2 separate regions of the Oryctolagus cuniculus genome follow, and region 2 is linked to region 1. The links are chromatin contacts, called in public Micro-C maps. All regions are on one chromosome and are shown on one strand. Each heading gives the region's core, a stretch centred on a gene start, on an enhancer-like site or on the middle of the called end of the contact. The rest is flanking DNA. Distances are from core to core; before and after follow the strand shown. Region 1 overlaps RASGEF1C (RasGEF domain family member 1C). Region 2 holds the start of MRNIP (MRN complex interacting protein).

Region 1 (5,782 bases), core at 2,233-4,732:
CTGGGGTCCTGGCTTCAGCCTGGCCTAGCTCCAGCTGTTGTGCACGTGGAGAGTGACCTAGCAGAACTCTCTTTCTCTCTCTCTCCCTATTTCTCTCTCTCTCTGCTACTCTTCCTTTCAAATAAACACAAACTTAAAAAAAAAGTTTATGAGAGGGGGCCGGCGCTGTGGCATAGCAGGTAAAGACACTGCCTGCAGTGCCAGCATCCCATATGGCCGCTGGTTTGAGTCCCAGATGCTTCACTTCCAATCTAGTTCTCTACCATGGCCTGGGAAAGCAGTGAAAGATGACCCAAGTGCTTGGGCCCCTGCAACCATGTGGGAGACCCAGAAGAAGCTCCTGGCTCCTGGCTTTGGATCAGCGCAGCTCCGGCTGTTGCAGCCATCTGGGTACTGAACCAGTGGATGGAAGACCTCTCTCTCTCTCTCTCTCTCTCTCTCTCTCTCTCTCTACCTCTCTTGAACTCTGCCTTTCAAATAAATAAATACATCTTTAAAAACAAAAAGTATATGAGAGGATGTGCATACATTCCCTACAAACATTACACCATTTTATAAAGATGTATTTATTTGAAAGGCAGAGTTACAAAGAAAGAAGGAGAGACACACAGAGAGATCTTCCCTCTGCTGGTTCACATCCCAAATGGCCACAATGGCAAGGGCTGGGCCAGGCCAAAGCCAAAAGCCAAAAGCCAAGAACTCCATCTGGGTCTCCCATGTGGGTGGCAGGGGCCCAAGCACTTGGGTCATCTTCCATGACTTTACAAGGCACATTAGCAAGAAGCTGGATGGGAAGTGGAGCAACTAGGACTCCAACCTGCCCTCCAGTGTGGGATGCCTGAGTCGCAAGTTGTGGTTGTACCTGCTGTGCCACAATACTGGCCCCATACCAACACCATTTTACAGAAAGGACTTGTGCATCCTTGGATCTTGGTGTCTGCAAGGGATCCTGGAACCAACTCTTCACAGATGTCAAGGGAAAACTCTATGTATCATCCTTGAAAGGATGCCATCCAGAAATGCAGAATAGATCAGTGGCTTAAGAAGAGGGTGTGGCTGGGCGGGCAGTGGGTGTGGCTCTATAAGGGCATTGAGAGGAGCCTATGGTGATGGAGACCTTCTGTGTCTCGACCGTGTTTGTGTTGCTACGCTGGTCACGTTCTATTCCATTCTGTGCCATACCACACTCTACTTCTCTGCAGTTTTGCAAGTGCATTGGGGGAAACTGAGTAAAAGGCCCACAGGATCTCTGTGCATTATTTCTTACAACCGCACGTGGATCTACAATTATCTCCAAACACAAAGTTTAAAAACACACAGCAGGTCAGGTACTGGGCAAGGAATGGGTTATCCTGGTCAACTGCAATTTACGTAAATTCACTGCATTCTGTCCAGGTCTATATTTGGCTTCTTATGAAAGTGAGAGCCCTGAGAACCAAACAGAAAAAGACAGGTGGAAATCGCTAAGGTGAGTCTCATGCCAAGACTGGGAGGAAGGGGGGAGGGAGAGGGCTAGGGCTACAGAGATATCCAAGTCATCAGCTTTCTGGGAACCCAGCCAGTCCATGGGGGAAGGGACAGGATGAGGCCAAGGTCACAAGGCTGGGGGGAGAGGAGACGTCCTCCCCCCCACCCCGCCGGGCTGGCGGCTGCCTCCAGAGACCTTGGTGCCGGAGCTCCCACTCCCTAGTTCTTGGCAGGCAGTGAGACGTACTCACTGCCTCCTGCTTGGCTGTGCTATGACACCAGCCAGGGCAGGGCAGGAATGAGTCACAGCAGCGGCTCCAAGGATGGCGCCATGGCCAGGGGAGGCCCCTCCTCTCGGCATGCTGAGGTGGCTCCTGGGGGACACGAGTCTGACCCCAGGGCCGACTCTCATGTTTAAATCTGCAGGTCTTCTATTTTGGGGAAGACATGAGGAGCACTGAGTTGGAGGAGGAGGAAGACGTGGAGCCAGCAGAGGCCGCTGATGGGCCCCGCCCCAGACAGCCCAGCAGGTGGCAGCAGGAACCACATGGACACTGGAGGGCTTTTGTCAGACCTCAATCCTGGGAGACACTCGTGGGGGCCACACCTTGGGGACACCGGCCCTCAGGACTTCTGGGACTGTGTGGCTGGTCAGTCTGCCCATTCTGGGAGGGGACACGGCACTGCCCCGAAGGATCCAGTGGCTGCAATCCCACCAAATGACATGTGCCATGGAGGCCGACGCCATGACCTGTCGCCAGGTAGCCTGAGAGCCACCACAGTGGGCATCGTGGTGTGACGTGAGACATGCCAGCTCAGCGTCTGTGACAGACCCCATCCAGCCCTTCCCAGCGGGCTCGTTCCCACAGCCCGTGCACCCTCCCCTTCCTGGACCGTGCTGGCATCGGGGATGGCTTCCTGGTGACAGTGGAGAAACCATCAGTGTGACCACCTGGAGTCACAGAGTCCACAGTGTGTGCGTCACCGCCCTGCCACCCAGCCCCCTTGTAAGAGTGATGGTCGGTATAAACACGCATTGGTGCATTCCGCACGTCTGTGTCCGGCCCATGTCTTGGACCTCTGTTGGCCGGGTTGCACTGAGTCCTTAGCCCTGACTGAGAGAAGAAGGGCTTCCTGATGCCAGCCTGGGTGTGGTACGGCTGCAGGCTCAGGGGGCCATGGTGGCTGTGTGCGATCCACATGCCCCACAGGATGCTCACACGGCTGGCGCCTGACCGTGCTCAGTGAGCCTTTGGTGGACAGATACCTCTTGTGCAGCATTGGGGGCAATGAAGCCATTTAGGCACCTGTGCAGCCCACTTGGGACCCCCACCCTTGTGCACTGCCAGCCCCTCACACGTTGGTTGGGCCATGGAGCTCTGAAACCCCCACCTGGCCCATGATGGGGGTCACCCAGCCAGCCAGCCAGTGAGATGTGCAGCTGCTCTCCTGGTTGGCGCCTGCTCCGGGGGTGGTAGGGGAGGTGCTGAGGTCACTGACCCACCCCCACTAGCTCCGTCAAGGGCTGGGCACTGCTTCCGCTTTGGACTTGGCTGTCCTGACCTCGGCTGCCAGGTCTGGGAGACAGGCAGAGTCAAAGCAGGCAAGCCAGTTCCACTGGGTGCCTCAGCCAACTCCGGTGATCCAGGAGCTCAGAAGGGCCCAGCAGCCGGCAGCTCAGCAGAGGTGTGGGCATTCTGTACCTTAGGGTGCCACCCTGCCCTCGTGCATCTGAGCTCCCAGGGAGCCCCAACAACACAGAGACCTGGGGCAGAACAGGACCCAGGCCACCACGGAGCCTAGCTACCACCCCTCCCCACACCACATTCTGCTTCCACCAGACTTGGGGGGGGGGGAAGAAGCTTGGGAGTCAAACCCTAGCAGTTTTGGGGGATCCCAGGAATTGACTGGAAACATCTCCTCATCCCCACCCCCACCCAGCACCCCCCTCAGCCCTTGGTGTCCGTGGGCTATATTGGAAAGGGCTGCTGGCATTGGCAGGATCTCCCCTGGCCCCTGGCCACACTGAGCACTGCCCAGCAGGACTGGGGCAAGCAGCACAGAGAATGTTAGGCTGAGCTTGGCAAGTGCTAGGCTGACACCGTGGAGCCGGCCCAGGGCCTGGCTCCAACCAGGAGTCTCTGGCCCTGGAGACAGGGTTCCCAGCTCAACCCAAGGACCAAAGCCACACCAGAACCCTGGCTCCTCCTTCTCACCCTCTGAGCCTCTGAGCAGAGAAGAGCAGACCTCACTCCATCACCAGGCACCAGGGCTGTGCAGCATCTTCAGTGGAAACAGTTCTTGCTCTGCTCCCCAGCGCTCAGTTTGGGTCCTGGGGCCCTGTGCCACAGCCAGTGTGGAGACCTTGAAAGCTGCACACAAGAGGCCTGTCAGCCACAGTGGGGGCCCCTGCCTGTGCCTGATGCTGCCTGCCTTGGGCATCGCAGTCTGGCCTGCAGGCAGCACCAGAGAGGCAGGAAGTTCAACTGGGAGTGAGCACATCTGAGGTGCACAGAGAGAACTGCTCCACAAGGGGGCAGCACACAGAAGTCCCAGAGGGCCTGGGCAGCCCGCAATGGCAGGAAAGGCAGGGCCGGGGGTTGAGGGAATGGCAGGGGCCAGTCCAGGGGAATGAAGTTGACCTCGAAGGCTCCGGGGGCAGCCACTGTGCTGGTGGGGATGGGGACAACGTGGCTTTAGAAAGATGTCTTTGGTACCTTTGACCCAATAATTTTACAATTATTTTTAAAGATTTATTTTATTTACTTGAGGGGGGGGGGAGAGAGAAGATCTTCCACCTGCTGCTTCACTCCCCCACAAATGTCCGCAATGGCCAGGGCTGGGGCAGGCTGAAGCCAGGAGCCAGGAGCTTTATCTGGGTGATGTGGGTGCAGGGGTCCAAGCACTTGGGCCATCTTCAGCTGCTTTCCCAGGTACATTAGCAGGGAGCTGGATCAGAGGTAGAAAGAGCAGCCAGGACTCGAACTGGCTAACATATGGGATGCTGGCTGTGCAGGCAGTGGCTTAACCCGCTACACTGCAGAACCAGCTCCCAATAGTTCTTACTTTTGCTTTCTGCCCTACAGAGGGTGAAGGGATCCAAGGGAATCCAAGATTAGTATATTATTTGCATAAAGGAGAAGTGACAAATGTCATGTTCTTCCTGTTTCTGTTACAGACACAGCCTTTGCTCCCCAGCCCAGCCCAGCTCAGCAGCCTGGAGAGCCCAGTCACAGGCCCCCACTCCTGAGGAGTGCACCTGACCACCATATGGGTGGGTGGGCTGTGTTTCTATTTGACAGCAGAAAATACCCAGTGTCCGTGCACAGGAACTGAGTTACATAAATCAGCACTGCCCCACCGTAGAAGCTGGCACAGCTAGAACAAGGGTGCTTTAAGTACGGGTATGAAAAGGGGCCGTGTTCCCAGGATGCTCACACCAGCTCCCACTTGCACAGACACAGTTTAATCTTCACCAATATTTGGCGGCCCAGTTACTTTCCTAAGGCCAGATATGAACCACCAAAATGAGGAAGTAAATCAAAAGATGATGATGGTCGGTGACCCTGGGACCCAATGCAGGGATGGAGAACCAGAAGTTTTGGGAAAGCCACCAGATGGTGGTGAGGGGGCCCAGGCCAGACTACAGAGCCTGGGCTGAGGGGCCGGCCAGCAGGGGGGACTACAGGTGCCGTGGGGAATGGGAAAGAGAAAGGAGGAGGCAGGTGGAGCCTGTTACAAGCCCTTTAACATTATCAATCACTCTCAAGTAATGTCTTGATAAAGGGTAATTCCCAAAATAATCTCTAAGTCAAATCAGCAAAACCTACTGAAGCATTCTGTACCACAAAATTCCAGTAATTCAGAGGTTCAAGGTGGCCAAACACAGGTGCCAGCCGTCGCCTGCTCTTCCACAAGCTGCACACAGAGCAACAGCTAAGTAGCTGCACCTCGAGGTGAGTGAACACTGGAACGCAGCAAGGGAGACAGGGACCCCTGTAGGACGAAGGGAGCCAGACCACAGCAGACACACGGGAGCAAAGTGAGCCTGCAGCCATGACCCTGCCCCACCGTGACTGGGTGCAGGGAGGTCCCCACGGCCAGCGACAGGGCGAGTGCAGATGCTCGAGGGTGGCTGTGCTAGCTACAGCAGGAGTCTGCTGTCCTCACGGGCTCCGGAGTCTCCCTCCTCAGCCTCAGGGCAGGGGCTGCAGCAGGGATGCCCCCCTGAGAAAAGAGTTACTGTTGGGATCTGAACACAGCCCTGGGGCCCACAGCTCCACCGCACTAGCAAAAAGAACTGGCACCTCAGCAG
Region 2 (5,762 bases), core at 2,374-4,873, 240 kb after region 1:
TCCCTTCCTCTTTTCCTGATTTCTCATTAAAGACAAGCCCCTCCCGTCTACCCCAGAAGCAGCGGGTTGTAAGTGGAAAGAAGGCTGATGCCGACACAGTTGCCTTAGAAAGAGTCCCTGGGCCTGGGTCTCCTGGCAGCAGCCGCTCCTGGGGCCCGGGAGACACGGCCACTCCTATCTTCCTCTCTGCCCACGGGAGCTGCCTCAAGCCAACGGCCCCTGCCTAGCATTAGAGGCACTCACATCTGCCCCCACTTGCCTCCTGCCTCTGCGGCAGGGCCAGAGCGGGTCCCTCCAGCCACGGGATGCTCTCCTGCAGCTGGGTAGGCCAGGGCTCTGACCTGCCACTTGGCACCAAGTGATGGAACTGGAAGGTGCTTTCTGAGAGCCCCTGAGCCTGGACCTCCTGCCAGAGACACGGGCGGAAAGCGGCACTAGTGTGGGAGCTGCACAGCACCCAGGTGTGCTTCTCCAGCTCATCCTTGTCAGGAACCCGAAAGCACCTCCCTCGGGTCCTGACCTATTCCTCATCTTCATTTCACATGGCTAAAATCACACTGTGCTCAATGCCTTAATAAACCCGTGAAGGAAATGAAACTCACACTGTGTGCGGTGCTTTAATGGGACCCCTCCCCACCACTGGAGCCTCCTGACATCCACCCAGGCCATGGTCAGCAAGGTTGGGAAACCTGACCCATCAGGGTGGGGCAGGGGAGTACAAGGCCCTGTAGGTTGGCTGGGACACGGAAGATGCTGGGCCAGGCCAGGCAGGGCTTACACTGACTTGCCCAGGTAGACCTGAGCCGTGCAGAGGACACACGTGGGGGTGCAGGAGGCATGACCCAGGGCCAGGGCTGCAGCCCTCAGCTAGAATGGGGTTGGGTTGCAGAAGTTGAGGCCACCCCTCAAGGTCCAGCATTTGCTCCCAAATGCTCCTGCCGGGGGCTGCATTTTGTTATTTTTTAATAGCTTTATTGAAGTATAATTTACATTCCATAAAATGCATGTGTTTCAAGTTATAATTTACAGAGTTGTAAAATTGACTCCTCAGTGCAATTCTAGAACATTCTTATCACCTCAGAAAGATTCCGCAGGCCCATTTGCCTCCAATCCCTGCTTCCCCACCAAATTCAGGCAACCACTAACTTGCATAGATTTTATGGCTAGGTTTTTTTTTTTTAAGATTTATTTATTTATTTGAAAGAGTTACACAGAGACAGGAAGGACAGAGAGAGGTCTTCTATCTGCTGACTCACTCCCCAATTGCCCGCAACAGCTGGAGCTGTGCTGATCTGACGCCAGGAGCCAGGGGCTTCTTCCGGGTCTCCCACGCAGGTACAGGGGCCCAAGCACATTAGCTTGGTACAGGTTCCCAGGCACATTAGCAGGGAACTGGATCAGAAATGGAGCAGATGGGACTTGAACAGGCACCTATATAGGATGCTGGCGCTGCAGGCAATAGCTTAACCCACTGAGCCACAACGCTGGCCCTGACACATTCTCAAACACAATAAAATAACATCAAGGAAACTCAATAACTACTTTTTTAAAAAAAGTCATAAACTAAGCCATATAATTTCCTTCCTAGTATTCACACAGCTGCCATAAAATAATTCAAAAGATTCATACCAGAGAAAACATTCTTGGCCATAATGCAATTAAACAAAGATATACATAAAAGGGATGGCTGCTGCTTGGAATACCTTTACCCCATTCTGGAGTGCCTAGGTGGGGTCCCACCTCCACTTCCAGTCTAGTTTCCTGCTAATGTGTATCCTGGGAGGCAGCAGAGTTCCTGCCACTCAGGTGGGAGACCCAGATGGAGTTCCTGGCTCTTGATTTTAGCCATGGCAATGTTGTAGGCATTTGAGGAGTGAACAGCAGATAGAAGATTTTCTCTCTCTCTCTCTCTCTCTCTCTCTCTCTCTGCCTTTCAAATAAGTTTTTAAAAAGATATACATAAGGCTGTATACATAAAAAGATACACAGTGCTGTGGCATAGCAGTGCTGTGGCATAGCCCGCCTGCAGTACTGGCATCCCAAATGGGCGCCGGTTCGAGACCTGGCTTCTGCACTTCCGATCCAGCTCTGCTGTAGGCCGGGAAAGCAGTAGAAAATGGCCCAAGTACTTGGGTCCCTACATTTGCATGGGAGGCCTGGAGGAAACTCCTGGCTCCCAGCTTCGGATCAGTGCAGCTCTGGTCATTGAGGCCAATTGGGGAGTGAACCAGTGGATGGAAGTTCTCTCTCTCTCTGCCTCTCCTTCTCTCTCTCTGTAACTCTTTCAAGTAAATAAATAAATCTTTATTTAAAAAAAAAAGATATACATAAGAAACCCACACATTTAGTGATTTCAAGTCTTAAATTGTTAGTAATCAGATTTAAGTACGTTAGGATTTGGGTAAATGTTTTAAATGCCATGTAGAAGTATAACCTTGTGAATATACTAAAGAAATTAAGTTGTATAATATAAGAGGCTCTAACCTATCCCATTTTAAAAGGATGTACAAGGGCCAGCTCTGTGGACATAGCAGGTAAAGCTGCTGCCTACAGCGCCAGCATCCCATATGGACATCAGTTTGATTCCCGGCTGCTCCACTTCTTTTCTTTTTTAAGATTTATTTATCTATTTATTTGAGAGTCAGAGTTACACAGAGAAAGGAGAGGCAGAGAGAGAGAGAGGTCTTCCATCCGTTGGTTCACTCCAAACGGATGGCCTTAATGGACGGAGCTGCACCTATCCGAAGCCAGGAGCCAGGAGCTTCCTCCGGGTCTCCCACACAGATGCAAGGGCCCAAGGACTTGGGCCATCTTTTACTGCTTTCCCAGGCCACAGCAGAGAGCTGGATCAGAAGAGGAGCAGCCGGGACTAGAACCGATGCCCATATGGGATGCCGGCACTTCAGGCCAGTGCTTTAACATGCTGCGCCACAGCACCCGGCTGCTACATTTCTGACCCAGCTCTCTGCTCCTGGGAAAGCAGCTTGGGCCCCCGCACCAGCACGTGGGAGACCTGAAGGAAGCTCCTGGCTTCAATTGGCCCAGCTCCAGCGGTTGCTGCCATTTGGGGAGTGAACCAGTGGATGGAAGATCTTTCTCTCTGTCTCTCCCTCTCTGTCTGTAACTCTACCTCTCAAATTAATAAATGTTAAAAGAGAGAAGAAAAGAAAGAGCGAGCATACGGACATGAACCAGGGCCGACATGGGATGCCAGTGTCCCAGGAGGCAGCTTCACCAGGTACGCCACGATGCCGGGCCCCTACCTTTAATTTTTAAGAAGGGGGGGATCACTCCTGTGGCTCAAAGAGTTAAGCTTCCACTTATGATCTCGGTATCTCTCCTCCGGTAGAGGAAAGGTGTGGGCAGAGGCTAGAGCAGGGAGAACCGCCAGCTTGGAAAGAGGGGAAACAGCCCGGGGAGAGCCAGCAAGTTGGTGGCCAGCTAACCCATACCCACCAAAACACCGGACACCACAGCAGCCGCAGGACCCGACCCCAGCCGAGGGCGGACCGCGCCCCGGAGCGACAGCGAAGACTCTCGCACGCTGGGGCCGGGGCCGGGGCCGGGGCCGGGGCCGGGCGGGGCGGGGCGGGGCGGGCCTGGGCTCCTGGCGCACGCGCACACGGGGCGCACGCGCGTGCGAGGCGGGGCCGGGGCCGGAAGAGGGCGCAGGAGCAAGCGGCGGAGCGCGGTTCTCGGAGGCCGGGTTCCGAATGGCGGCTCCTCAGCGGTTTCGAGTCCTGAGGTGCTGCAGCTGCCGCCTTTTCCAAGTGCACCAGGTGGGGTGGGCGCCGGCCTCCCCCTCCCCCCGCGCGGGGACGGTGGATGGGGTGTGGCGGTAGCTGGGGCCCGAGGAAGGGGCCGTGTCTGCCCAGGGCCAGATTTTACAGGTGTCGCTTCCCGCTAACGTCGTCCAGGGCTTTGTGCTTCAGGTGTTTGCTTGGTGGTTGTAGAAACCACGAGGTGCTGGCGTCTACAAGGGGCGGGCTCTGGTGAATGCTAGCAGGTGGCCGGGGAACCCAGGCCGAGGGCGGCACCCTCGTGGGCTCTGGGTTTAAACCGCAGAGACGCGACCGCTCTTCAATCTTGGCGCGCTCCTGGCCGCCGCCTGGGCGCCCCTCGCGGCCTCCCGGGGCTCTGCATCGACCTCCGTCCGCGAGCCGGGGGCTGTCGCTCAGCCCCTTCTCGGCGGCCTGCTGGGTGGCCCCTCTGCTGGACTTCGCTTCCTGGTTATGTGCTGATCTCTCTTTCCCCAAGATGCCGGCTTCTAGAAATAAACTCTCCTCTTAAAAAAAAAAAAAAGTGGGCTGTTGAGTAGGCATCTGTAAGAGTTCAACGCAAGCTGTTTTAGGTAAGGGCTGTTTTAGGGGCTCAAAGTTTTTAATTGCCCTTTTCCAGGTGTGTTTTAGGAGTTGAGACTTCGTGGAAGTCACTTGCGTTTTTAATTTGTTACACGTCTGTGATGTAGCGAGGCACTCGTGGGCATTTTCAGCTCTGTGGAAGGTGATTTGCGAGCAGAGGAAAGGAACGCAGCTGACTGCAGAGCGGCTGTGCGGTGGGCACCACCCCTGCATCCAGGATCGCTCCCATCCCGAGAGAAGGGCGAGGCGGCGCGGTCTCAGCAGCTGCTCAGTGGCGGAGGCAGACTGCGCCGCTCTGAAGATCTTGTGACACCGTACTGTCCCCAGTGAACTGCTCACCAGTGATGGTGTGCCTTTGCGGGTTTTCTGTAGACTTTATTTATTGAAAGGCAGAGAGGGAGAGATGTGAAAGAAGCCCCTGGCTCCCGGCCTCTGCTAGGCAGAGGGATGGGGAGGGAGGGGAGACAGAGATCTGTCTGCTGCTTCACTCCTCAGAGAGCCGCAGCAGCAGGGCCTTGGCCTGGTGGAAACCAGGAGCTTCCTCCAGGTCTTATTTAACTAGTTATTTTCTTACATACAAGCTGTATTAATTTTTGTAGATTATATTAACTTTGTTCCTGTCCACTACTAGTTTTCTTAACTGTTTTCAGTAATTTCTCATTTCATTCTTTGATTTTCAGATTAAAAATATCATCTAGTGATAACTATAAATAATGATTAATGTTTATCTGTAAATAATAATTTTCATGCCTTAGTATGTTCTCTTTTTTAAAAAACAATTTATTTGTTTATCTGAGTTACAGAGAGGTAGAGGTAGAGAGAGAATCTTCCATCCACTGCTTCACTCCACAACTGGCCAAAATGGCCGGCACTGGGCCCTGAGACCAGGAGCCGGGAACTTCTGGGTCTCCCATGCAGGTGCAGGGGCCCAAGGAGTTGAGCCATCTTCTACTGCTTTCCCAGGCCTTAGCAGAGAGCTGGATCAGAAGAGGAACAGCCGGGACTAGAACTGGTGTCCATATAGGATGCCAGCACTGCAAGCAGCAGTTTTACTGGCTATGGCACAGCGCCAGCCCCTAGAAACAGTGGTAAATAATACTGGGATCCTCATCATGTTACTGGCTGTCATGGGAATACCAGTAGTGACTCTAGCTTTTCATGCTGGGTTTCAGATATTTTATATTCAGTGAGAACCCATCTGGTCAGGCTTATCAAGAATCAAAGGTAAATGTTACAGGATTTTTTTTTTTTTTTGAGAACCACAAGTGGTAGAGGTCTAAATTGATTTAGTTTTATATGAATAACCAGTTTTCCCAGCACCACTTATTGAATACTCTGTTCTCTCTCTCTCTTTTTTTTTTTTTTTTTTTTTTTTTTTTTTTTTTTTTTGACAGGCAGAGT

What was found. A called contact is a pair of places that touch in the nucleus more often than the background predicts.
Region 2: a contact with region 1 is called in a Micro-C map of ear pinna, with 5 times the contacts expected there. The contact joins the promoter of MRNIP here to the enhancer-like site in region 1. A contact is called at or near these places in 3 of 6 Hi-C or Micro-C datasets (ear pinna, psoas muscle and an unstated tissue).

Annotation. Positions count from the first base shown.
Region 1 is chr6:67,383,464-67,389,245 of mOryCun1.1, forward strand. RASGEF1C (RasGEF domain family member 1C) reads left to right here. Exons shown (of 15, transcript XM_070075815.1): 14 at 1,396-1,468; 15 at 1,894-2,518. The coding sequence ends at 1,918. Among named protein-coding and RNA genes, the nearest start is that of RNF130, 43 kb to the right of the region's middle. Within about 2 kb of position 3,483, at least 1 of the 8 cell types and tissues checked has an H3K27ac peak or open chromatin away from gene starts, as enhancers often do. A contact at or near this core is called in ear pinna, where this site is marked.
Region 2 is chr6:67,619,801-67,625,562 of mOryCun1.1, forward strand. It overlaps MRNIP (MRN complex interacting protein), which reads left to right and starts at 3,624. Exons shown (of 7, transcript XM_008274980.4): 1 at 3,624-3,779. The coding sequence starts at 3,714. TBC1D9B (TBC1 domain family member 9B) reads left to right here. Exons shown (of 22, transcript XM_070076510.1): 22 at 1-597.